7 separate regions of the Mus musculus genome follow, and all the other regions are linked to region 7. The links are chromatin contacts, called in public Micro-C and promoter capture Hi-C maps. All regions are on one chromosome and are shown on one strand. The core of a region is the stretch at or near the end of the contact, and the rest is flanking DNA. Distances in the headings are between cores, read along the strand shown.

The links. Promoter capture Hi-C pulls out the DNA fragments that hold promoters and counts their contacts. A called contact is a pair of places that touch in the nucleus more often than the background predicts.
Region 1: a contact with region 7 is called in a Micro-C map of the G1E-ER4 cell line. The contact joins the enhancer-like site here to the promoter of Mertk in region 7. A contact is called at or near these places in 16 of 39 promoter capture datasets (the 3T3-L1 cell line, 3T3-L1-derived adipocytes, the C10 cell line and 11 more), 3 of 15 datasets of contacts at CTCF or cohesin (the NIH/3T3 cell line, large pre-B cells and pro-B cells), 40 of 484 Hi-C or Micro-C datasets (B cells, the CH12 cell line, the G1E-ER4 cell line and 25 more), 12 of 115 datasets of contacts at active chromatin or transcription factors (the NIH/3T3 cell line, differentiating embryonic stem cells, embryonic basal ganglia and 7 more) and 2 of 9 other capture datasets (embryonic stem cells and liver).
Region 2: a contact with region 7 is called in a promoter capture Hi-C map of hippocampal neurons, with 2.8 times the contacts expected there. The contact joins the promoter of Acoxl here to the promoter of Mertk in region 7. A contact is called at or near these places in 4 of 39 promoter capture datasets (the 3T3-L1 cell line, the SN4741 cell line, hippocampal neurons and 1 more) and 3 of 115 datasets of contacts at active chromatin or transcription factors (bone marrow-derived macrophages, embryonic forebrain and embryonic stem cells).
Region 3: a Micro-C map of embryonic stem cells shows a contact between it and region 7, with 2.9 times the contacts expected there. The contact joins the enhancer-like site here to the promoter of Mertk in region 7. A contact is called at or near these places in 15 of 39 promoter capture datasets (the 3T3-L1 cell line, 3T3-L1-derived adipocytes, the C10 cell line and 10 more), 3 of 15 datasets of contacts at CTCF or cohesin (the NIH/3T3 cell line, large pre-B cells and pro-B cells), 34 of 484 Hi-C or Micro-C datasets (B cells, the CH12 cell line, the G1E-ER4 cell line and 21 more), 12 of 115 datasets of contacts at active chromatin or transcription factors (the NIH/3T3 cell line, differentiating embryonic stem cells, embryonic basal ganglia and 7 more) and 2 of 9 other capture datasets (embryonic stem cells and liver).
Region 4: a contact with region 7 is called in a promoter capture Hi-C map of hippocampal neurons, with 6 times the contacts expected there. The contact joins the enhancer-like site here to the promoter of Mertk in region 7. A contact is called at or near these places in 3 of 39 promoter capture datasets (the C10 cell line, embryonic stem cells and hippocampal neurons), 1 of 15 datasets of contacts at CTCF or cohesin (the NIH/3T3 cell line), 3 of 115 datasets of contacts at active chromatin or transcription factors (bone marrow-derived macrophages, embryonic stem cells and large pre-B cells) and 2 of 9 other capture datasets (liver and macrophages).
Region 5: a promoter capture Hi-C map of pre-B cells shows a contact between it and region 7, with 5 times the contacts expected there. The contact joins the enhancer-like site here to the promoter of Mertk in region 7. A contact is called at or near these places in 4 of 39 promoter capture datasets (the C10 cell line, hippocampal neurons, liver and 1 more) and 1 of 115 datasets of contacts at active chromatin or transcription factors (bone marrow-derived macrophages).
Region 6: a promoter capture Hi-C map of the HPC-7 cell line shows a contact between it and region 7, with 5 times the contacts expected there. The contact joins the enhancer-like site here to the promoter of Mertk in region 7. A contact is called at or near these places in 11 of 39 promoter capture datasets (the 3T3-L1 cell line, the C10 cell line, the HPC-7 cell line and 6 more) and 1 of 484 Hi-C or Micro-C datasets (cortical neurons).

The regions. Positions count from the first base shown.
Region 1 is chr2:129,261,860-129,264,559 of GRCm38.p6, forward strand. No RefSeq gene overlaps it. Among named protein-coding and RNA genes, the nearest start is that of Ckap2l, 34 kb to the right of the region's middle. Within about 2 kb of position 1,427, at least 60 of the 459 cell types and tissues checked have an H3K27ac peak or open chromatin away from gene starts, as enhancers often do. A contact at or near this core is called in the G1E-ER4 cell line, the NIH/3T3 cell line, adipose-derived mesenchymal stem cells and 1 more, where this site is marked.
Region 2 is chr2:127,853,322-127,856,021 of GRCm38.p6, forward strand. It overlaps Acoxl (acyl-Coenzyme A oxidase-like), which reads left to right and starts at 1,307. Exons shown (of 18, transcript NM_028765.3): 1 at 1,307-1,665. The coding sequence starts at 1,513.
Region 3 is chr2:129,241,306-129,244,005 of GRCm38.p6, forward strand. No RefSeq gene overlaps it. Among named protein-coding and RNA genes, the nearest start is that of A730036I17Rik, 24 kb to the left of the region's middle. Within about 2 kb of position 1,331, at least 83 of the 459 cell types and tissues checked have an H3K27ac peak or open chromatin away from gene starts, as enhancers often do. A contact at or near this core is called in embryonic stem cells, erythroblasts, liver and 2 more, where this site is marked.
Region 4 is chr2:127,740,039-127,742,738 of GRCm38.p6, forward strand. It overlaps Nphp1 (nephronophthisis 1 (juvenile) homolog (human)), which reads right to left. Exons shown (of 20, transcript NM_016902.4): 20 at 694-1,150. The coding sequence ends at 878. Among named protein-coding and RNA genes, the nearest start is that of Mall, 11 kb to the left of the region's middle. Within about 2 kb of position 1,308, at least 19 of the 459 cell types and tissues checked have an H3K27ac peak or open chromatin away from gene starts, as enhancers often do.
Region 5 is chr2:127,758,285-127,760,984 of GRCm38.p6, forward strand. Nphp1 (nephronophthisis 1 (juvenile) homolog (human)) reads right to left here. Exons shown (of 20, transcript NM_016902.4): 13 at 1,292-1,402. Among named protein-coding and RNA genes, the nearest start is that of Nphp1, 29 kb to the right of the region's middle. Within about 2 kb of position 1,422, at least 38 of the 459 cell types and tissues checked have an H3K27ac peak or open chromatin away from gene starts, as enhancers often do.
Region 6 is chr2:129,420,131-129,422,830 of GRCm38.p6, forward strand. No RefSeq gene overlaps it. Among named protein-coding and RNA genes, the nearest start is that of Il1b, 50 kb to the left of the region's middle. Within about 2 kb of position 1,266, at least 15 of the 459 cell types and tissues checked have an H3K27ac peak or open chromatin away from gene starts, as enhancers often do. A contact at or near this core is called in the HPC-7 cell line and embryonic stem cells, where this site is marked.
Region 7 is chr2:128,697,516-128,700,215 of GRCm38.p6, forward strand. Mertk (MER proto-oncogene tyrosine kinase) reads left to right here and starts at 1,400. Exons shown (of 19, transcript NM_008587.2): 1 at 1,400-1,588. The coding sequence starts at 1,531. It overlaps Gm39931 (a long non-coding RNA gene), which reads right to left and starts at 987. Exons shown (of 5, transcript XR_001783466.2): 1 at 899-987; 2 at 300-401.

The DNA of each region.
Region 1 (2,700 bases), core at 177-2,676, 560 kb after region 7:
GTTAGTCTTGGGATTTTGCTTTCAAAATTAGGGACATTCGGGTCTTCAGCGCCACCACGGGATCTGCTCACCAGCTGACTGTTGGCGTCCTGTAAGCACCCTTTACAGATAGATAGCTGTTGGTTGGTCCATCATCCCAACCCATCTGCTGTGCTCTGCAGGAGAGGGTAGGACTTTTTCAATGGTTACTAAAAAGGACTCCTGAGTGGGAGTCTTTAGATGCCAGTGGCCAAGGAGGAGGACCTTTTGACCTTAGAGCTGAGACCCCTGCTGTCACGAGGGACCTTATTTCTGCTCTGACACTTGTGGGGCTTGCTTGCTATAATGTCCTGTCAGGTCCTCTTCTGCTGGGGGTGAGCAGATGGAGTGTGTGTATACCGTGCCCGAGCGTCTCCTGCTTGGCCTTGGGTTGGTGTAGAGCAGGAAGGAACTGTAAAGTAGCCCTGCTCGGGGTACCCAGGGCAGACTTAATCTTGAATCTGTGCTTTGCCTGTCTTTTCACAACTGACTCGGTCCTAGACATGGGCTGGCTAGACATGGTCCATCTCCTGCTCCAGACAGTTTTTAGAAAACTGAAAATGTATGGAAAAAAAAAAGCATTGAAAACTTTTTGTTGCTCTCCCCCCCTTTTGAGATAAGGTTTCTCTATGGAGCCCTGCGTGTCTTGGTACTTGCTTTGTAGACCAGGCTGGCTTCGAACTCATGGAGTCTGGCCTGCTTCTGCCCCCTAGAGATTGGGATTAAAGGCATGTACCACTGTAGTCTCCCCTCCCCCAGCCTGAAACCTGCTTGCTCAGGGGTGGAGCTTCCTGCTCATTCGTTCTGCCACGCCCACTGCTGGAACCTGCGGAGCCACACATGTGCACCTTTCTACTGGACGAGAGATTATTTGGCGGGAATCGGGTCCCCTCCCCCTTCCTTCATAACTAGTGTCGCAACAATAAAATTTGAGCCTTGATCAGAGTAACTGTCTTGGCTACATTCTTTTCTCTCGCCACCTAGCCCCTCTTCTCTTCCAGGTTTCCAAAATGCCTTTCCAGGCTAGAACCCAGGTTGTGGTCTGCTGGCCGGACACAACATACCACCACATCTGGCCACATTGAAAATTCTCAATGAACTGATTTGGGGCTCGAGAATTCACTCAGGGGCCAGTATAGCTGTTACCTTAGAAGGCATCTTTGGTGGCCATTGAACCTTTTGAAAATGTGTGTAACAAGAAGAAATGGAAATCTTCTAACCAGCCCTCCCAGGGTTACATCGTGTCTACATATGATTTTATTTCTAAATATGTCTTTTAAAAATAGCATTTCTTTGAACTTTGTGTTTCAAAATTTCTAAAGCCTGCCAGGCTGGATCGTCTTGCTAGGCTGGGTTGGATTGTCTCACTAACTGTCCTGTCATCCTGAGTCACTGTGGCAGATGATTCAGACGTGGCAAAACACACCAAAACTCATCTCGTAACTGGATTATTTTGATAGGAGCCTCACACGCAGCCCTGGAGCCTCAGAGTTCTGAGTCCTGACTTTAATTCTCTCCCACTGTTCAGTGTTTGTCTTAGTGGAGATGACTGTCATTATGTGGTGGCTCAGACTGACCTTGCCTATTGGAGGTGACAAAGTGGACCTTTGAAGGGACAGCTCTAACAATGCAGCTCTCCAGGTTCGCTCTCAGGAAGTATGAGCGTTTAGAACGAGGATAGCAGTTCCCTTTTCCTACTTCCTGTGTATCCCAGAAACACCCAGGGTTGGCACTGTTAAGGCCTCTCCTCAGAGTGCTTCTGGGCCCCAGAGTCTACAGGGTTACACTTTTCAGGCACAGCTCAGGTACCACCAGCATTGTGTCTTTGGACACAAATTCATCCCTGAGAGGGTAGCGATATTTCTTCAGCTATATTGTTTATACCTTAAGAACCACGCTTTTCTGGAAAGGTCCTGGAAACCACTGCAAAGCCAATATTATAAAACCTCACAGAATTTCCTTCCTGGGCAGAGGACAAAGGTATAAACCATCAAAATACCTGAGGGGCTCAGGGAGAGAGGAGAAAGGGGAGAGGAGGGGAACAGGAAGAAGAGGAGGAAAAGAGAGGAGAGGTGGCCAAAGGGCCTTTATACACTCTGCCCAGGCTCTCCTAAGGCATCCCTCTGACTCTCCTGCTATTCCTGTTCCCACTTAAGGCTTCAAGGCATCCTGCCTCGCTGGCTAGACTTCTGTGTTCTCAGCTCCTGACCATAGATGGCTCTTGTGGGGCCTTAAACATGTACTTGCGACAAGTCACCACTAGCTCCTCAGATCCTTGGGGGTCAGGCTGTTCGGCCCACCATCCTCGTCTCTAGTGCCTGCAGCATCCCGAGATTTTTACTGAATGAGGAGTTGCTCCTCTGGGTTGCCTTGGAGAACTGCAGGGGAAGGGGTGGAGGAACAAAGGATATGGAGTAAGGGAGGGGAGGTAGGAACAGGCTATGAAGGTTTGACTTAGGAATCTGCCCTCAGGAGCTTGTCTGGGGCAGGACAGGTTGGGACAGGGACCTCAACTTGAGTCATCTGCTGCAGGCTTTAGTTTTAACCCTGACGTTCCTCATTTATCTGTACTTTGGGGATGCATGGCGTCACTCCCAGGGATATGTGGCAGACACTGAAGTCACCTCTCCCACACATACATACAGTTTAAGTTCATAGATCTGACAGACATTGCCAAGCTTT
Region 2 (2,700 bases), core at 57-2,556, 840 kb before region 7:
ACAGCTCCTGCTCACCTACACTATGCCCCCTGAGACTGAAAGAAAATTACCCACAATCCCCTGTGTTATCATCATCCTAATAATTTGCATGGGCAGGCATTGGTAGCAGGAACATGGCCTAGCCCAGTGGTCCTTGAGTGTGGTCTGACAATCCCTGGATATCTCTGAGATGTTTGCAGGTGCCACCTGAAAAATAAATGCCTGGTTTTCTGTGTGTGTGATGCAGGACTTTTGTGACAAACTAACCCAAAGGGCACCTCACAGCAAAGGCAAAGCTGAAAGCCAAGGTGTCTTTAATTAGGCTAGATATTCAAACAATTTGTAAAATGTAAGATAACTCTATTTGTCTAACTTATTTTATTTTTTATCTCCTTTTTGGATTTTGGAAATTGTGTGTATTTTCATGAAACTATTACTTTATGAGTTTATTATTATTTACAATGACTAAAGTACCAGATTTCTCTGTTTTAATTACCAATATGGTAAATTGCTAAATAGAACCACAAGGAAAGCTCCTCGGCAGTTTCACAGTTTTTTTTTTCTTTTTATATTTATTTATTTACTTATGTGTTTGTTTTTTTGTGTGTATGTGTATGGACACACATATGCCACAGCATGCATGTGGAGGTCAGGGGCACCTTGTGAGAGTGGGTTCTTTTCGTCTTCCATGTGGGTCCTAAGGCTCGAAGTCTGGTCATCAGGCTTAGTGGCAAGCACCTTTACCCACTGAGCCATCTCGTTGGTCCCTCAGTAGTTTTTAAGTGTAAAGGGGCTTAGGGACCTTGAAGTCTGAACAACACTGGTTTAAATCATCCACAGGTTCCGGGAAGCCCACTCTTAGCTGCCTGGTGGGAATTGGCAGACAACCTATGGCCTGATCGTTGTATTTACTCTAACTATATATTTTTTTTAAATTAGTTTTAGTTTTGGGTGTTTTACATTAGAGAGACTGGTGATTAGCTCTAAGATGGAATGATATTCTAAGGTCAGATTGCCTCACTTCTGAAGGTGCTTGAGAATGAGGAAACCGGTTACTTTCCTGATAACCCCTAAGATGTTAGACTTCTTCCCCCCCCCCCCCGACCCCCCACCCCCCGGAAGTCATGAGTGCATTGCAAAACTCTAGCTGAGCAGGGACTATGTCAAGAAGCCAAAGAAGTGAGTCTGTCATTGGTTCTTCATGAAATTCTGTCCTGTTTAGGCCTCAACACCAACCCAGTCCCTATTGGTCCTAAGGATCATGACAGAGAAGCCTCCTCCCACCCATCCCTGTGCTTGCTCTGACTTTCTTTCTCTGAGACCTTTCCTCTTTGGGCTTGGGCCCTCTGGCTTCTGTTTGTCCTGGAACCCTGGCTTTTCCTAGCAGGCTGTGACAGGCTACCCTGGATCTTGGTCTGTGTGCTGCTTTTGGCAGGAGTCTTTGTCCCAGCTCCAGCCCCATGCACTTGGATGCTGGCCACTTGGCCAGGCCAGCCCTGGCCCCATGGGATCCTGTGGAAGAGTTGAGCAGAGATGACAGGATGGAGTGGACTGTTTATAGAAGTCCCTCTGTATAGATTGGCATCCAAAGTGTGCTGTCATCTGCGGGGACCACAGGGATTTCTTCAGAGAGCCTGCCAGGGAGTGTGTTGTCTGCCAAGGGACTCCAGAGCAGCTGGAATCATGGTTTGTTTATTTCTTGATACTGTGACCATTTTTTATAAATAAGATCTTTTTATTTGAAAACTTAATTACTACTTTTACAGTCAAGTGTTGTGTAAAAGGTAACAACAATTACTACTTGCTACCATTTGTTAAGTCCCTTCAGTATGGCAGGTGAGGTGACTCACTCACTTCACAGTTATTTACTGGCTCCAACAATGAGCTAGACACCAAGGGACAGAAAGTAAAGCAGGTATTTGTGGAGCTTATAGTTTAATACAGGAGGACACACTGCATAGTAAAACACATATACGTTTATGGTACATCAGGCAGTGACAGACTCTGTGAGTAAAAATCAGACATAAAAAGTTGGAGAGAAAGAAGATGAAATTGTCTTTATGATGCCATGCTCTTATCGTTGAAAATCATCATAATTGCACAAAAATATGTTAGGACTAGTAAATTCAGTAAAGTTGCAGGTAAGATCAATATGTCTTTCTATGTTAAAATGCACAATCAAAAGAAAATTGAAATTTTTAATTATAAAATAAGCATGAAATGACAAAATACTAAGAAACACATTTTTCTTTCCTTTGTTCTTTTTTCTTCTTTTTTTCTTTTTTATTTCTTTTTTCTTTCTTTCCTTCCTTCCTTTCTTCCTTTTTTTTTTTTTTCTTTTGAGACAAGCTTCATTGTGTAGCCCTGGTTGGCCCAGAACTCTCTACATAGACCAGGTTGGCTTTGAACTCATAGAGATCTGCCTCCAGAGTACTGGGATTAAAACATGCACTATCATGCCTGGCTTACAATGTAAAATTTTTGTACACCAAGGGCGATTTCTTTCTTTCTCTCTCTTTCTCCTTCCTTCCTTCCTTCCTTCCTTCCTTCCTTCCTTTCTTTCTTTCTTTCTTCCTTCCTTCCTTCCCTCCCTCCCTCCCTCTCTCTTTCTTTCTTTTTCTTTCTCTCTCTCTTTTTTCTTTCTCTTTTCATTCTCTTTCTTTCTTTCCTTTTCCTTTTTCTTTTCTTTCTTTCTTTCTTTCTTTCTTTTTTTTTTTTTTT
Region 3 (2,700 bases), core at 81-2,580, 540 kb after region 7:
TAATTGTTGATGTTTGTTCTTGTTCCCCTACCCCCACCCCACCCCCAGTGCTTTCTGAAAACTCTGTTTTCCCAAACTCTAGGTCTGGGGGTCAGGACATGTGCCAATAAGGGATCCCTGAAGGAAGGAAGAACAGAGTGGGGAGGCCACGTGAGAGCCTGAGTCAGAGAGAAGGGACAAGGGAAGAATTTCAATGAAAAGAAAATCCAGAGGAGGGAGAACGTAATACACACAAGCCAGAAGCTAGGAGACAGATGACAAGCAAGCCCCTCCCCCACCTTCAGGCATTGCTTTTCGTGCCCCCAAAATGACTGTGGTCACCAGAGGTTTTGTTTTGATCTCTTGGGAAATATTCTACCCTTGAAAACAAGACAGACAGACAGACAGACAGACAGACAGACAGACATGGTCATAAAGCTGTGGTGGAGTCCAGACTCCTCAAGGCCTCCAGTTCATTACCCAGAACTGAAAACCAAAAGCAAAGCAAAATGAAACATGAAGGTGGCTGGTTACACACATGGCTTTACTCTTTTAAGTAACCTAGCAATGCCTTATTACTTTTAAATGGAGCTCCTTACTAATGTGTGTTCATAAACACACACATACACATACACACATGTGTTTTCTGTTTCTTTGCCCTCACAGCCTCTTACCTCAGCCTCTCAAATGTTGGGATTACAGGTGTGCACACCATCTCTGGCTTGAGGCTTTTTTTTTTTTTTTTTTTTTTTTTTTTTTGCTTTTGCGCAGAGGGACACCTGAGTAACACCCTCACTGGGGAAGGCATCCAGGGCGAGGTATTTTCTAGAAGGAAAAGAGACTCTGGTGGCCAACATCCCTGGTGTCAGATTTAGTACCAGGGTGTGACCGAGGTCTGACTGCCCATCTCTGTGGGGGTTGCATTCTTCCTGGCTGTGACTGACCCCTCTGTGAGGACATTCTGAATGCCCCCACCCCTTTCTGAGGGAAAGCTGAATTCTTTCCTCTCATTGGCTTGGCTGACCACATGACCTCTTTGGGCCGATGGGAAGAGAGCAGAGTGATGCATACCACTTCCCAATCAAACCTTAAGCACCAATGTGGTTTTCTACTTATGTCATTAACCCATGACCTTGAGGCAGGAGCTAGGGCCTGGGCTGTTTCTTCAACATGACCCTCAGGATAAGACAAAAACAAAAGTCACAGTTGATTTCACATCTTAAGTAACTGACCATGATATTTTACTTGCACTAATCCCCCCAAATTCTGGGGTTGTCTCTACAGCCTCACCTCATGAAAGCTGACAAAGATTGGGAAAGGGTGCTGGGTTAGGCTTGGTCACAAAGTCCTGCATGGATCCAGGATGACGTCACCTGCTCCACAGCAGCCTCCAGGTTTGATCCGGTTTGAGCTGGATCTAACACTAGCTGGTTAAAACAAAACTCTGACTGTTATTACAAGAATCGGGATGTGTCACAAGCACAGTGGCTCCCCTGACTTTACTAGTGGTGATGTCAGGTGTCATTTTGCAACCTGTAACAGAGTCCTAAGTAACATCTTACTTCTAAAATCCAGCATAAAGATGAGGAAATTCACTGAGTTATTTGGAAAACAAAAAACAAAAAAACAATAACCAAAAAACCCTACACGCCCCATCACAAGGAAATATTGCATACATCACTCTGTATGGTAGACATTTGAAGTCATTAAAAGTCAAGTTACTGAGCTGGGGAGATGGCCTGTTGTGCCATACAAGTGTGGGCCTGCACTTAGCACCCCAGGACCCCTATAGGGAAGGAAGCCAGGTATCGTAGTACATGTTAGTAATGCCGGTGCTCCTGTGGGGAAATGGGAGGCATGTGTATATGTCTTGAGTCACACGAGCACAGGAACTTGCACATATGCACACCTATCACATGCCCTCCCCTCACACACAAATGAAATAGCTAGCTGTGTAATGACACAGGGCAGATGTTTCCATAACCATGAGAGATAACCATGACAAGGAGCTACAGACATGTGCCAGGCTGAACTTATGTAGCAGGTTAGGGGCCATGCAAGCTCATAGTTTTCTTGTTTTTTTAAAACTTACATTATGTGAGCAAGTATTTCACCTCGGTTATCAGGTACATACATAAGTATAAAAAAGACCAGGGGATTTCTGCCAGGCATGGTGATGCACACCTATACTCCCAGCTTTTGGGAAACAGAGATAGGCAGATCTCCATGGGTCTTAGCCAGCCTGATCTACATAGGTCAACTAGGGCTATGTAGTTAGACTCTATCTCAAAACCAAACAAAACTTGAAAACAATCAATCAACAACAACGGGGGGGGGGGGGGGGGTGAGAGGTGGGGAAACCAACCAACCAACCAACCAACCACCAAACAAACAAAACAAGACAAGGAAAAACAAGCCCAACCTTCCGGTTTTCGGGCTAACCTGTTTGTCTCTGCATTTACAAAGTTTTGCAATTGTCCTGCTATGAGTGTGTAGTACTTCAGTCATCACAAACAAGCAATTGCCATTTAAAAGTCTTGAGCGGTCACTTCTAGGCCTGTGCCTCCCGGCTGGGCCACCCAGGGGCCTTAACTGGGCCTCCTGGTCTAAGAATAAGCTTGTGTGTTTAATTAGGTCACTCTCCCGCCGACCTAGAATCTCTCTCTTCTCAGGGCTTAGTGTGGGCTGCCAGAACCCGGAGGAGCCCTTGCAGGTCCTTTG
Region 4 (2,700 bases), core at 58-2,557, 960 kb before region 7:
GCTACTAATCCCACCTAGCTAATGTGGAGCCCTGAAAACCATGACCAGGTACACAGCAGTACCAACTGGTACTCATTATTACCCAGGTCACCTGATAGATTGCATGACCAGGCACCCAAGGGTTACCTGGTGTTACTATTGTTAACAATAAAGATTTGAGACATTTGGCAACTTTCGAGAGTGTATCTGAAATGCACTAAGGTCTGGGTGTTCTTTGAAAAGCCATGTCAGCTCCACTCTTCAATGTGGGAAAAAAATCATTTTGACGGAGGACTTTTTATATTGACTTTAAAAGACAAGAATTCTGCATTTGTTCTAACCAGGGGTAAAGCAACCCAAACATCAGACTAAATTAAATGACTGACAACACAATTTCTCTGAATAACCTACAAATATCATTAGCAACATTCAGCAGTTTATATATCCTGCATATTAGACTGCCTTTGCAGTGCTGGGGTTGGAACCCAGGGCCTTGCACGAACTAGACAAGCACTCTACCACAGAGCCCTGTCCTTGGCATTACATTTGTATCAGTCTTATGACTTGGAAATATCTTTTCCCAGTTAGTGGATTATATTTTCACTTTCTTGAATAATCACTAGTTTAACCTTTGCTAAAAACTGCTTTTATAGACATCTACACCTTCAAGTTGACACTTAATTGATATTTTGAAGAAAAATTTAGATATAACAATGTTCCTTATAAAATTTATTTTATTGTTTTACACTCAATCAAATTATTATTAGTTCTTTGAAAATATTATTTGCACACAAAAGCATATGACTACGTTCTAACCAGTCTGTCTTTGGCTCAGTTGTTTGAGGCAAGTCTTCCTGGAAGCTCCCTGGGTCCAGTGGGAATCGGAGCATGGTCGCCATTAGCCTGAGTTCTTTCTTATTTCACCCAAGAAGTCAAAGGTCTGCTCCGAAAGGTCAAATGGTTTGTGAACTCCATCTGGTGACAGCAGAGCCTTCAGGGAACCCTCGTTCTCCCGGCTCTGCTTGAGGAAGTCAGCAATGGCTTTCCATCTTGCAGCCTCTGTCTCTTCCTCGGCCCACCTAAAGGGGGGCAGCAGTGTCGAGTGCAGAAGAGGGAGCACGCAGTCATGGTAGACCAGGAGGAACTCAGCCTTTAGGAGCTCTTTGTCTCTCTGGGAAAACATCACCACAAAGGAACTATCAATAGCCTGGCATCATTGCTCTCAAAGTACAAAGTCCTGTGAGCTGTCAGCTGAAAGTCACTGAGGAGCAGGGCAAGGCACTGGCAGGGGTTGCATGTGCTCAGTGTTGTAAGAGCCCAGAGCTGGCTGGAGTGAGAGTCATGGTGGAGTTGAGCAATTCTCCCTAAGAACTCTGCAGAGTCTCTGTGAGAGCAAGGGTCTCCTAAGCTCCATGTAGAGTGTCACATCTTCTGTCAAGAAGACTAAAGGGTTGCAGTCTACTGTAGTGACACCATACCCACATACACTACACATACACTACAATATAAAGTGGCTGTGTAGACTTATTTGGATTATTATCTGCCAAGAGATAATTGCCTCAATTTCAGAAAGAAGTGGGGCTGGGCATAGTGCTGCACATCTTTAATTCCAGCACTCAGGAGGCAAGGGCAGGCTGACTGTGAGTTTGAGGTCAATTAAGTCTATATAACAAGATCCAGGCCAGCCAGGACTACATATTAAGAACTTATCTACAAAAAAGAAGAGAAGTGGCAAGCACTCTGGGATCTAGAGAAAGGAGGCCCAAGCAGGGGAGTGAAGGCCCATCGGTCTGAGGGCATCAGACCCTCCCCAGATAATGGGAGGACCCATCTAGCCTAGGGCCAGCAGGCTGGGGTGGGACCTCAGAAGCACTGCAGCTGAGCACAGAGGGCTCCACACACAGCTGGCTGCACACATGGAGAGTGCCCAGGCACAACATATATATGGGACAGCTTCCAGGAGCCTGAGGCCCCGCACCTCACCCACTGTTGTTCTAGAAAGGTCTGAAACCAGCAGACTGGGTAAAGTGCAACGTTACTGGTTATGAGAAAGCTTCAGCTGTAATTCTTGCTCCTGCTCTGAAGTTTAGGCTTTTTCTTTTCTTTTCTTTTCTCTTTTTTTTTTTCTGCTACATTTCTTATAAACAATTAACACTTTCAGGTGTGTCTAAAATATGTCATCTACAAAGTTAACTCTTGAAAACCATGTAAACATTTTTCAAGAGAAAATTTCTAAGAATACTTTCTAAAGTGTTCTAAGTACAGTCCCGATTTTATGTTGGGCCACACCCACAGCTATCCCAGGGCACATGTGGCACATGGGCAGGGGTACACCTCTGAAATAGCAAACATGAGCCCAGTGTGGCCTCTGCCTCCTTTCGGAAATAAATGTTTATAGAAACATTAGAGCACTGGGCTCTCACCTGCCATCTATGCCACTTTTTCTTAATGACAGTAGTTTTCTGTGGGAGAGACAGCGTGCCTTACAAAACCTGTCTGAAATCACTCCCTGGTCCTAAACAGAAAGTGTCCATCAAGTCCTGCATTCTGGAAGTGACATCCCACCTCACTGGTCAAGGCCAGACTTGCCAAGTTAGCTCATGTGTCTGCAGCAGTGTAAACCAGTATAAACCAGATCAGGCACCCACTCAGTGCATCCACCACTCGGGCCAGCTCTCCTCTCCTTTCTTCTTACTTGATATGTGTGTGTGTGTGTGTGTG
Region 5 (2,700 bases), core at 172-2,671, 940 kb before region 7:
TTAAAGCACACTTCTGACGTTCCCTTGCCATTGTCTCAAGTCCCTAAGTAAGAACTGTGCCCTACAGGGTTAAGTGGCCTCCTCTGGGAAGTCCCAGCCTTTAAGAGACATTTTGTTCTTTGAAAGCAACTGGAGTTCATTGATGCTATAAATGCCAACCAAACCCTTCTGCCTTAGCTAACACTGAGCATTACCACACACAAATGGGAACCAGAGCAGAAAGATGGCTCAGAGAGTCAAGGTGCTTGCTGCCAAACCTGACAACCTGAGCTCGATGCTCAGGACCACACGGTGAAAGGAGAAAGTCAACTCCTAAGACTGTTCTCTGATCTCCATGCTGTGCCCACTCATAAAAAAAATGTTAAAAAGAGAGAGAGAGAGAGAGAGAGAGAGAGAGAGAGAGAGAGAAAGCAGGGTAGTGGTGGTGCATGCCTTTAGTCCCAGCACTTGGGAGGCAGAGGCAGGCGGATTTCTGAGTTCGAGGCCAGTCTGGTCTACAGAGTGAGTTCCAGGATAGCCAGGACTACACAGAGAAATCCTATCTTGAAAACTAATTAACTAACTAACTAACTAAATAAATAAATAAATAATTTAAAAAAAAAAAAAGAGAGAGTCATGGGCTGGAGAGATGGCTCAGTGGTTAAGAGCACTGGCTGCTCTTCCAGATGTACTAAGTTCAATTCCCAGAAACCACATGGTGGCTCACAACCATCTATGATGGGATCTGACACCCTCTTCTGGTGTGTCTGAAGATAGCAATAATGTACTCACATAAAATGAATAATTAAAAAAAAAAATGAGAGTCAGCATCAATCTGGTTCCTTCAGAGTTAATTTCTGATACACAGAAATCCTTCTTTGTGGTTTCAGTGTGGATCTCCCCTAAAGGCATGTATGTTTGAATACCTGGTCTCCAGCTGGTATACTGTTTGGGATTTTGGTTGCAGAACCTTTAGGGGTAGACCCTGCTGGAGGAAGTGGGTCACTGGGGCAGCCTTGAGGTTACAGTCCAGTCCCATTTGTTCCCTGCCTGCCTTCCTCTTGACTGCTGCTGCAGTGAGCCTAGGCCTCCCTCTGCTGCCTGGCGTGCTTCCCTGCCATGGTGTTCTTATCCCTGGAACTGTGAGCTGGAATAAACTCTTCCCCTGAATAAACACTTCTGTCAGGGCGTTTTACCAGAACACCACAAGTGTAGCTAACATAGCTTCTATCACTTTGCTTGTAAGTCAGATATGGTTCTAACGATTCCCCTTTGATGCATTAGAACAGTTTGTCTTTCAGTTTTGACATACATTGCGAATGTAAGAAATTCCAAGTTCAAATAATATCCCAAGGTCTGGAGTTGAAGAATTGGACCTGATAAAACAGTCACCATCGAGCAAGCATGGCAAGATGCCAGTGACCTAGAAAGATAAGGAAGCCAAAGTTACTGACAGAAGTGAAGAGTGTCCCTCATCAGCAAAGGGCTCTTGCTATACTAAAGGGCCCACAGAGATGGCTCAGTGAGCAAAGGGCTTGCAGCCAGGCCTGAAGACTTGAGTTTGATCCCTGGATGGACCCACAAAGTAGAGGAGAGTACTGACACCTCCAAGCTATCCTCTCCCCTTCTTTTGCATGTATAGTTTTAGCATATGATATGTTAAAATAGACAAATGTAAAATGAACAAACAAAAAATGTTCTTGAAAGTAGATGGACCAGATTCACACGTGAATGATTAGAAGCAGAAACATTTAGCTTTCCTGTTGACAGGGAAATTACCTTAAACCTTCTTGATTTGTTTGTTTAGTTGGTTGATTGGTTATTAATTTTTATTTATTTTTTGCTTAGAAAAGGCAAAGAAGCAAAGAACTATCAGTCAACCCCAGAGCTGTGACAAAACACATCCTGTTTGTTACATCACACTATTTCTAAAGGACTGAAGGCCACGGTGCATGTGGCCTGTCCAAGGCCATAATCTATCAGTAGTGGATACTGCTGCTGCTCACAAATGTAAGTGCACATGTACACTCCTCCCACATCACCAGAGCATGTGATGTGATCAGCTTCATGCAAGAAAAGCACCCATATTATTCCTCAGCCCATCCTCACGTCCCGGGAAACCAGGAAATCCGACTTTTAACGCTGCGCATTGCCAGAGATGAGGGGCAAACTGTGAAGGTCTGAGCCAAAGGACAAGCAGTGCTCCCTAGAGGCGGGGGTGAGGGAACAAAGGGCTTGAGGAGCTGTGCCACGGAGCATCGAGGACACAAGTCACATCAAGTGAGGTGGCTGAGCCTCCAGCACAGCCTGTGCCCTCTCCCTGACCTGTCTTGTGCTAAGACCTGATGCAGTAGGAGGAAGGGAACTGAAGGGCTTCTAGGGTGCAGGGGAACAAAGGGGTTAGTTGTGGGAGGGAGGCAAACGATGAAGCCATGAGTCCTTGGAGGTAGGAAAAAGCAAACCACAAACAATACTGTCAAAAGTACACGAAGACTCTCTTGACTCACTAGGCAGTGTCTGTGTGACATTGACTCAGGGGCTCGAAGCCCTAACCTCACCACAGCCTCGGCGGGATCTGGGTGTGACACGCCAGCCTTTGATTCCTATCTGAGGGAAATACCAAGTGCCATTAGCACAGTTGGAAGATTTCATTTTGAAAAACGCCCAATCCTAATCTTACTTCTTGTTTTCTGCTCCATGAAAGGACATTTCCTAAAGTTG
Region 6 (2,700 bases), core at 16-2,515, 720 kb after region 7:
CCCAAGCCTTCAAATGTCTTGGAAGTTAAAGATTGTGTTGATGAAAAGTTATACTTAAATCCATACCTACATGCTGTCACTCACTCTGTCTCTCCATCTATCTACATGCTATCACTCACTCTGTCTCTCCATCATCTATCTACATGCTGTCACTCACTCTGTCTCTCCATCTATCTACATGCTATCACTCTGTCTCTCCATCTATCTACATGCTGTCACTCACTCTGTCTCTCCATCTATCTACATGCTGTCACTCACTCTGTCTCTCCATCTATCTACATGCTGTCACTCACTCTGTCTCTCCATCATCCATCTACATGCTATTGCTCACTGTCTCTCCATCTATCTCCCTAACCTTATTGTGATCATAACTCCAACAAAATACACAGAGAAAAGTAACCATCATAAGAAAACACTTAAAAATTTTGAAGAGAATGTCTTTGGGTAAAGGCATTATTAGTGAAATGCTCTTGTTTGTGAATATTGGTGACACTCTTCATGCCAGCATGAATGGAAGGGAGAGACTCAGCTCCCAGGTGCTATCTGCAGTGGCCCTGATGAGTCCCTTTTTCATATCTATTTAAGAAGTATCAAGTATTATGATGGCTAACATTATGTTTAAAGCTTAAGTTACTACACTTAAAAGATCTATAAAGCAAACATTTCCTCTACCCTCTAAAAGCTGTACCAGTGAGAAAGGGACCCTGTTAGCCAGCTTGCTTAAGAATGACTAGAATGCCTGTGGTTTTTCTTGTAATTATCTAGTCTTTTACAATTTTAAATATATCTGTCCATTATTCAATGTAGCCTCCCCCAGCTTTGAGCAGGCTGGCTCAGACCTGTTCTGGCACCTCCTAGGGTGGAGTCTTCTGACCTAGATAGGTCTATTGTTCTGCCAAGACTGCCGGCCACTACTGCTGAGAGGCTGAGAGGCAGAATCTGTCTTCCTGAGATAAGCAACAGCCAGGCAACTAAGTGCTGACAACCTGGACCAAGTGCTGACAGGCTGGTGACAAAGCATCAAGAACCTGGTGTGGCGGGGGATGGGCCTTCCCCCTTTATAAGCTCAGACTCTTAGTAAACTAGGGGGGGAGGAGGGTGCGTGGGGGTTGATCAGAATTTTGTCTTGGTCTCGTTATTCCTTCCGCTGTTTCCTCCCATGCAGCTCCAGCCTCCCATTCAGGAACCTGATTCATGTAGCTGCGGGCGGCTACAATTCAAGATAATGGTCACTATGCTAACTGTGTGTTTCTGCTTCTGTAAATAAGCTTGCTTGCTCAAGATAGCCGATGACATCTGTTTGCTAACTGAGCCCCTGCTTACAGGCAGAATCCTTGCATGTAGATAGGATATGTGCCACTCCCCACCCCAGAAAGGCTGCATCTTGAGAATCCCGACTTTCTGGCGCAATCCTGGTGCCAATCTCAATAAAGCTTCTTCTTTAAAGTTACTCATGGTCAGATTGGTGAATCTCTGAACAACCTGAGACCTGATGCTTTTTATCAAAATTATAATCATTCAATTTTACCGATGAAGACCTGGAAACCAGATGGTAGTGTGAAAGCCTGCTAGCTCAGAGAGGCAGAGAAAGCACCCAGCTGACCTTCCTTCTCAGCCGATGTCCCAGAAGGAATCCCCTCTCTGATGTCTCTCAAAAAACCTCCTTCAAACTGAATGTCCCTCCCTTCTACTTCCTGTGCTTCTCTCTGTCCATCATCCTGACTCCCTCTTACTATATATATTTTTTTCCTTAATAATTCTATGTTTACCTCCTGTCAACTGGTTGCTTACTCTACCTCTTGATCTATGGTTGGCTTTATTTAATCATGTCTATAATATTCAAGCAGAAAGCTCTTAGATTAAAGGTGTCTGCAAAGGCTGAGCCACACCAAACTAAAAGCAGGGTTTTCCAATAAATAACACATCTTAGGGCTCACAGTGTGATTAAATATCCTGCAACACAGACCTATAACAATATAACTCTTTTCTAACAAATACTATAAAACTCATGTTTAAGACAAGCAATTATAATCTTTTTGTCTCTCCCACATTGAAAGACTTTCATGCAAATGTTTTAATCTTCCCTCCCAGTAAAACCTTCATTTACCCAGAGGCTTCACTGTTCTAGGAATTTGTTGGCCTGGAGCAGTCACTTTTTTTCTTCGAGTTGTGACCCCTTTTTCTGTGTATGAATTATTTTCAGACTAGCCAGTTGAGTATGATTGTGAGGTCAGACTTCAGCCATTGGGGAAGACACAGCCACCATCTAGGTTAGGGTAAAAACTGAATGCATTGCCTGTCTCCGACTGTTTCCTCTTTTGAGCACACCTGTTGAGGGCCATGCAAGAGGAACATCCAAACAGCTTTAGAACTCATGGAATGCAGCCCACCAGTTAGCACAGCTATGATGGGTGTGCCTTGGAGAGCAGAGCCCCAAGGGCTGTTGTGGTCCTGAGGTCTTCCTGCTGTGGTGAGGTCTTGCTCTGCTCGTTGCCCTTGTATCTCTCCTAATCTATGAGTTGTATGAAAACTCTAAGGGGTCTTCTAGCCCCTCCCTGGGCAGTAATGTTGGCATTTACAATATCAGTGATTGATATGCATAGCTACAGATTAATGATTGAGCACCCTTGGAAAGAACTTAGAGATACAGATTGTTAGCAATGACTAGCACCCTTAGAAAGAATTTGTAGAAGTAGATTA
Region 7 (2,700 bases), core at 150-2,649:
GTGGCACACACGTGCAGTTCTAGCTACTAAGAAGGCTGGAATATTTGCACAACCAGGAATTCAAGTCCAGCCTAGGTAGCATAGCAAGACCCTGTCTGTCCTACGTAGATTTCTATTGTTGTGATGACCAAAAGCTACTTGGGAATTTATTTCAGCTTACAGTTGAAATGCATCATGAAGGAAAGTCAGAACAGGAATTCGAGGCAGGAACCTGGAGGCCAGAACTTAAGCACAAACCATAGAGGAACTGCTTACTGGCTTGCTCAGCTTGCTTTCTTATGCATCCCTGAATGACCTACCCGGGAATGGCACCATCCACAGTAAACTGGGCTCTTTCACATCAAGCACCAATCAAGGGTCTGTTTAATCCAGCGCTTCTGGTTTGATGTCCTCCTGCAGGGCTAGAGATGCAAGGAGCTTATTGTATCACAGTGCGTATGGGTCTGTCCTCAGTTTCAGTAATAAATACTTTAAATTTATCAGGGTGGTTTACTCTGGGCTCTAATGTGATCTTATCTCCAAAGAAAAACAAATCATTCTATTTCCTTTAAGAAAGCCTCATACGCCTTCCGTTTCTTTGAGATTCACAATCTGATGCCGTGGTTTGGGCCTCCCACCCTTTCCTGTAACAGCACTTTCTTCCATCCCTGTTTCAAACTCTTTCCTTACAGGATTCGGCTTAGTTCTCCCCGAGCTAACCTCTGGGGTGGAGGTTGCAAGATCTTGACGCCAGGGTCCGCTCTTGCACTCCGTTTCAGTAGCCAGGGGGAGGACCTGGCAAGCAGGGTGTGCTGCCACGGCGGCCACAGCCTCTGGAATGCAGCTGCTAGGACCTCTTATGCCAGTAGAGCCTGAACTGCAGAATCGCTGCCCCTCCAAAGCAGCTGGACCCACTAACCTTTAAAGGTCTTGGAGTTGCATCCGTCGCTCTCCACTAAATTCGGCCTCTACCCTTTCCAATCCCTTCTACCTACCCATACAGAGTGAGATTCCTCTGATGTAACCAAGTAGCCAGAGATCATCCTCCCGATTATTTTCTTTCTTAGCCCCCTCCCCTTCCTCTCCGTCTCTCGGTCCTTTTAGCTCAAGATGGTGGCCCTCCTTAGCTCTGTTCCATCTCCTCCAGCACCTCCCTTCCAGATTTCCTACACACTCAAGCCAGGGGTTAACCTGCTGGAGTTGACCCAAGTTCCATTCTGCCCCGCCCCTCCACCCTCCCTAGGGCTTGTCCTTGGATCCTCCCCTTCCCGCCCCCTCCTCCAGTTCCATCCTTCTTTGCTCTCTTTGCCCTTCCCCCTTCCCGCCCCTGTCCACTCCAACCTGCTGGCCCCTCCCGGGCCTGAGCCCTGGGCCCGCCTCTTCTAACTTAGGACTCCTGCGATCCCCAACTCCGCACTGCCACTCTGGCGCCTGCTGCCCGGGCGGCCGGGACTGAGGCGCTTCGCACGCGCCCTCGGCGACTGGCGAGTTTGGGACGTTGGTGGATACGTGCATCTGTCCGGAGAGAACTGCCAGATCCGCGGCCCCGCGATGGTTCTGGCCCCACTGCTACTGGGGCTGCTGCTGCTACCCGCGCTCTGGAGTGGAGGTGAGTGCAGGTTGCAGGGTCTCCGGGAGCTGCTACTCATTCCAGCGAGCCGTAGAGGGTTATGGGGGCTCCCTAGCCGGGTCTTGGGGTGCACGTCTTAGTAGAACCGATGGGAACCGAGAGCTTCCCATTACCACAGAGAAAGACCTCAAGCCCGGTTGGGCGCTCTGGGAGCAGCGAAGTTTGAGCCTTTAAGAAATGCAACTCAGGTCTGGCGTGGCATGCACCAAGAACTTTACCCTCAACACTGTCTAGCCTTGCCGAGCTTTGGCGGGGTTTCTGCGAATCATAGACCGAGGATTCCAAGGTAATTCCACGCCGTGAACCAATAAGTAGCTGCAAAAGTTGGATGTCACCGTTAGCGCGTGGCGTTGCTTGGAGGCTAGGTGTCCCGCCAGGGAAAGACTAGTTCTGGCTTCTCCCCTGGGCTCTGCTGAACATTGTGTTAGCCCTCCTTTGTAGGGACAGCCTGTCTGTGAGTGTAAGAAGCCTGCAAAAAGCCGAGGGGGACGATACGGTCCTTTCACTATTATTACTGTGGAGCGGAATCTTTTTTGTTTGGGTAGCACAAACAAGTGCTCAGACCACAAGTGCTCTCACAAGCGGTTCAATTTGACATGCTGGATTGATTAGCGCAAACAAGTATGGCAGGTTCCTCCAACAGATGACACTGAGGCACTTTGTAAAGAAGCTGCTGGGGGGAAAACAAAACAAGGTTTTTCCAAAAAGAAATAGACGCAGGAGGGGTTGGAAGACTACTATAAGCAAGCACATTTCAGGTATTGTTCCTTCAGGTATTGCTCCTGCCCTAAAAGATCTGTTTCTATTCGGAGTGTAATTTTGTCTCTTTGATCTTGAATCTGGTAGACTAAAGTTTGTCTTTTAAGGAAAGTTTGGTTTATGGTTTAGCTACAAACCTCATTTTTCCTCTCAAAGTTCATTTGCTCAAATGAGCTTTTTTTTCTTTTCTTTCCTTTTCTTTTCTTTTTCTTTTTTAAACAATTCTTTCCTTGCACATTAAATTACATAAGCAATTTGTAGTTTGAGGCAACGTGACAATTTGCAACAAACATCAACAGCCAAAAAACGAGCTAAGAACTGAGACCACTCTA